2 separate regions of the Mus musculus genome follow, and region 2 is linked to region 1. A link is a contact called in public HiChIP or PLAC-seq data. All regions are on one chromosome and are shown on one strand. The core of a region is the stretch at or near the end of the contact, and the rest is flanking DNA. Distances in the headings are between cores, read along the strand shown. Region 1 has its middle 97 kb from the start of Gm22312. Region 2 overlaps Magi1 (membrane associated guanylate kinase, WW and PDZ domain containing 1).

Region 1 (2,700 bases), core at 110-2,609:
CTCATTGAACATGGAGAAGTTGAGTTAGTACCTATTTAGAGCCTTCAACCCTACTGACTAGTGTTCTTGGTACTAGAAGTTATTCTGCACAACCCAGCTACAATAGCAGCCTGCCTATATGATACAGTACAACAGTGGCATGAAAGTCGTGTGAGTAACCAACCACTATCTGATTTGATTTAAGGCCCATTCCATGAGATGGAACCCATGACTGACAGTATTCAGGTGGCCAAGAACCTGAGACTAACTAGGTCATTGGCCTAGGGTAAAATCAACTACTATCATTTTGGAAAAGGAACATAACAATAAAATGACTCCTCATGGCATATTGCTATACTCATAGATCAGTGCCTGCTCAGCCATCTTCCTCTTACAGTAGACAGGAATTGATATGGAGATTTACAATTGGATAATGTGCAGAGAGTGAGAGACCTTGGACCACTCAGCTCTACATGGGATATATTCATCAAATCTTTCCCCTCAGGGCTCAGGGAACTATATAGAAGAGGAGGCAGAAAGACTGTAAGAGACAGAAGGGATGAAGCAATCTCCAATTGATAATTGCTTGCAAAGGGAAATTTAGTTTTCTCTAGTGGTTACTGGGTATTCAAATCACAGTTAAGGTCAGGCCCCATGGCCAGCAGTAGATGGCCAATGCAAAACAAACTCAATGTCATTTTAGGAGTTGTTGTTTTTGTTTTTGTTTTGTTTTGTTGGTTTTTTTTTTTTTTTGCTTGTATATTGATTTTGTTTTTTTTTTTAGGGTTTTGTGTCTGGTTTTGTGAATGTGTTTCTTGTGGTACTCTCCCACCCCCACTTGCTCTGGTCCGATTTGTTTTTTATTTGCCTGTTCATTTTCATAAACAAAAACCAACAAAAAAACGTTGTTTTTTGTTGGATGGGTGGGGAGGTGAGGGAGGAGAGATCAAGATCAGAATGTATTCTATGAAAAATATTTTCATAAAAATATGATTACAAAGCAATTGAAAAAAGTTAAATTCATTTTAGACTGATACATAAACACATAAATCATGCATATTTATGAGTAGCATGAGATGTTTGGTAATATATGCATTGTCCCATGCATCTGTGTCTTCAAATACCTGCCATTTCTTTATATAAAGATTTTTAAAAAAAAAAAAACCTGACCTTGACCCTTTATTACAGAACAGCACATTATTTTCTTCTGTAGCCCCGCAGACCTCCTTAGTCCTATGTAACTATAACGTAGCATCTACTGACAAGCATTTCCCCACCCTGTTTCCTTTCTACTCTCCCTGGCCTCTTACAAACACCATCTTTCTGGTGCCTTCTATAAAACCAACCTCTTTACCTCTGTGTGTACGTGACAGCACACACCCTTTGCCACTCTGTGATTGTCTTATGTCACTGAACATAATGATCTAGCATCATGTGTGTTATCACCCAGGACAGAATTTCAGCCTTTTCTGGCTGAATAGCATCCCAGCATCCCATTGTGAATTTGTACCAGGTTTCTTCCTCCACTCGTCATGTGACAGACGTTTAGGTTGAGTTTGCTATTCAGCTGTGATGAGCACTGTTGTAATGCACCTAAGAGAACTGTGTCCCCTTGCTGTGTTGTTTGGATACATACAAAAGAATGGGAGAGCCTGGTTACATCTGGCTTGATATAGTTTTTACAGTCTCCAGACAGCCATACTAACTTACAGTTACCCCAACAGTGTGGCTGGGTTTTTTTCCTACACACACTCACTAGCCTTTGTTATCAGCTCCATAATACTCACTGCTACAGTGAGGTGATGTCTCCTGCTACGCTCTCTGGTCGAGTCAACTGGACAAGCCGAAAGGCTTAAAAGTCACTCATGAGGCAAAAGAGTTTCAAGGAAGCTCTCCTCCTGGAGTCTAGTGTTCTCTACCCATACATTAATTTTTCATTCCCAAGTTCCATTACCGCGCTAGTCTAGAGTATGGATCCACGTGCTCTCTTTCAGTATTTTCCTATAAGTGCTCTGACATGGCTAAAGCCTTCCGCCAGTGTTCCAACAGTCCAAGGGTGTCCTTGACCAAGATCAAGGGTTTAGAATTCAGCAAGATTGTAAAAGCTAAGTCACTCCCTTACACAGGAATTTACCATCACTTAAAAAGAAGGAAGTTTCAGACCAAAGGAAAAACCAGAATAGATACTATAGCAGAGTTACACCCATACACACCTATTTACAATGGCCTAAGGGGAAGGTGGACTATACAAGAGACTAAATTAGGAACTGTGGCAAGGACGCGAAGCCCTTGACCCTGGCTTCTAAGATTAGTGAATTTTAGGTGGAGCCCTTGTTGATCCCAGCTGTTATCAATGTATTCTATCCTGGGTGGTTCCCGTTAGACCTTTTGTGTTTACATTCCTCTGTTTTATGTAAGATTCCGGTTACCTCAATTGTACCTTGCGAATATGTCACCCAACTTCCTTATTGTCCTCTGCATAAAAAGTCTGATGCTCGAGTTGTAAAATTACATTCAGATTCCACACAAACTCTCCTGCGTGTGTGTCTGTCTGTCATTCATCCACGCTTTGCCCACCCGCATCGAGAGACCCCGTTCCACGCAGACATAGGGACCCAGAAGGTCTGCGGCAGTCTCCATATAGTTTAACTAACGTTTCCTTCACAGGGAGTGACAGTGAATATTTTGCACACACCTGTTAGCCATTTGCAGGCCTTTACA
Region 2 (2,709 bases), core at 12-2,511, 370 kb before region 1:
TTTATATATATGAAGGAAGGTGAGAAAGAAAAATTCAAATGTTCCCAGACCTCTCACCACCCAATCTTTCTTATCTTTCTTACCCAGAAGCACTGTGGGGGTGTCAGGGGTCTCACACCCTTAGTCTGTTTAGTGACTTCCAGGCAGTGTTTTCCCAGAAGGACTATGGGGTGTCAGGGGTCTCACACTCTTAGTCTGTTTACTGACTTCCAGACAGTGTTTTGAGTGATTTAGCCCAGCTCTTCTTAGACAAGTGTCTTTAGTTGCAAGCTGACATCTGGCTGTTGGAATCTTCTGCAATGTCAGCACTGGGTACCCGCTAGGTGCAGCTGCTGCTGCTGCATTCCTGGCCCTGATGGGGGAGTCCACGGCAGTGACTATTTCCTGGGTGATGAGGTAGGTCAGCCTAGACCCATCTCAGAATAACACCTCCACCAGGGCTCAGAGCTGCTGTGCCTTATGTTGTTGGTGATGACAGTTGAGGTTGTTGATACAGGCCTTCTCTCTGCCTGGAGAAAGGCCCTCTTCCACTCTATGTTCTTCTCAAGTAGGTAGACCCAAACTCACACCAGCTGGCCTCCCCTAAGCTGCGCTATGGTTCTGAAGCATATTTTAGTCATTTTTCTTTATCGTTTTCTCTTCAGGTCTGCTCAGAGCTTTTACTCCCATGTGTGATCGTCTACAAGATTTAATTATTTATAGTGTTTTTCAGAAATCACTTTCCATGGTTTTTTTTTTTTCTTTTATGTTTCATGTGACTTGTGTGCAGAACACTGGTTCTCAACCTGTGGGTCACAATCTCTTTTTAGAGGAGTGTCAAAGGACCCTTGCACAGCAGTTGCATATCAAATATCCTACATGTCAGATATTAACATTACAATCCATAACAGTAGCAAAATTATAGTTATAAACTAACTACAAAATAGTTTTATGGTTGGGGCCACCGCAACATAAGTAACTGTGTTAAAGGGTTGGGTTGCAGCGTTAGGAAGATTGAGAACCTCTGGTGTAGAGGAATGACATCTGGGAAATTCTTTATTGCAGTAAAAGTTGTTAGACTTGAGGATGACCCCAAATCCATTCTGTTCTTTTAAGATGCTATTTGTAGTAACTGTGAATATACCTCTGAAAAAACCTCCCCCCACACCACCTTCTTTTATTGAGCCAGGGTGTCAATGGTATATCCCTGGCTGTCTTGGAACTCTCTCTGTAGACTAGGCTGGCCCGGAACTCAGACATCCTCCTGCTTCTGTCTCAGGAATGTACTACCACGCCTAGCTTCTTTTGTCTTTTGTCTCATTTTAGCCAAAGCTGATCCTGAACTTGGTATGTGGTAGGAATGACCTTGAACTTCCAATCCTCCTGTTTTTGGAGTAGGGGCAGAATGCAGTTTTGGGGAGTGACCCCAAGAGCTTCCCGGGTGCTCCAAAGGCAGTTAGTATCTGATTATCCATACCTGAGTTCACCTCCAATTTGGTTATCTTTTAATGTCTTTTGTACATTGCTAGCATATTAATACTTGGTGAACATATGTGTACAAATGAGAAGTTTGAACGAGGTGATAAGTTTGCTGAGAGTGACAGGTTGCCAATGGTAACCACACAAATCCCTGGCTCTCCTCTTAGTACAGAAAAACATCTTCAGCAGGTGGACTAATGGCTAGAAATTTGGGTGTGATTACCTCTTTAATGAACATATGGAAACTGTTGGGAGTTTTTTTTTTTTCCTTTTTTTAATGTTTTGGATGAAATTATTTCTGCAAGGTTCAGGTCAGTTTCCAAGCATACACAGTGCATCATATAAAGCAGCTTGTGGAGCTTGTATGTCAGAACAGGGTGATACAAAAGCTAAATGGAGGCAGGTCAGGCCTCTGGGAGCTTTGTTGTTTCTGATGCACAGTGATTGATAAGCTTGGGTTGTAAGTGAAGAACTTCTAAAACATTTAGATTTCTGGACAGATCTGCTGAGAACAACAAGGTGCTGAGGTCAGAAGTGCATATTTATTAAAGGAAGGTGTAGGTATAGTCAATTCTTGTTATCTGTGATAGCTATGTTATGCAAAGTTACCATGAACACCTAAGCCACTTCTAATGGAAATACGTAAGTAGGTTGTTGTGGATCTCTGGTAACAGTTTTTGTTTGCTACTTCATCACAATCTTAAGGTTTTTGTGTTTGTATTTAAAGGCGCTTTATTTAAACATACCTACAGTCTTAGTGTTCTGCCTTTGAGAAAAGACACTGTTACCATGGCATTTAATTGAGGCTAGCTTACAATTTGGAGATTTACTTCATTATCATCATAGTTGGAAGGATGGCAGCAGCACTTAGGCTGACTTAGAGCTGGAGAAGTAGCTGAGAGCACTACATTTGGATCCACAGGCAAAAGGAAGAAAGGAACATTGGGTCTGGCTCGGGCATCTCAAACCTCTAAGCCCACCCCCAATGACATACTTCCTTTAGCAAGACCACTCTCTGTAATGCTTTCAAATATAGTCACTTGCTGGTAACCCAGCATTCAAATATGTGGGTCTGAGGAAACCATTCTTATTCAAACCACCACACTCCATTACCATCCCTGAGGCTTGAAGCTGTATCATAATGCAAAAAATGTATTCAGTCCAACTTCAGAAGTCCAAATAGACTTTAATAGTCTCAACATTGTTTAGAAGTTCAGTCTCTGATACTTCTGGAGATCTCTTACCTGTAAA

Evidence for each region. HiChIP or PLAC-seq counts read pairs in DNA pulled down with a chosen protein or histone mark.
Region 2: a contact with region 1 is called in an H3K27ac HiChIP or PLAC-seq map of embryonic stem cells, with 11 read pairs. The contact joins two enhancer-like sites. A contact is called at or near these places in 3 of 115 datasets of contacts at active chromatin or transcription factors (all in embryonic stem cells) and 1 of 9 other capture datasets (embryonic stem cells).

The regions. Positions count from the first base shown.
Region 1 is chr6:93,605,265-93,607,964 of GRCm38.p6, reverse strand. No RefSeq gene overlaps it. Among named protein-coding and RNA genes, the nearest start is that of Gm22312, 97 kb to the right of the region's middle. Within about 2 kb of position 1,359, at least 8 of the 459 cell types and tissues checked have an H3K27ac peak or open chromatin away from gene starts, as enhancers often do. A contact at or near this core is called in embryonic stem cells, where this site is marked.
Region 2 is chr6:93,978,038-93,980,746 of GRCm38.p6, reverse strand. The region is part of intron 1 of Magi1 (membrane associated guanylate kinase, WW and PDZ domain containing 1); the gene reads left to right. Among named protein-coding and RNA genes, the nearest start is that of Gm22840, 89 kb to the right of the region's middle. Within about 2 kb of position 1,261, at least 7 of the 459 cell types and tissues checked have an H3K27ac peak or open chromatin away from gene starts, as enhancers often do. A contact at or near this core is called in embryonic stem cells, where this site is marked.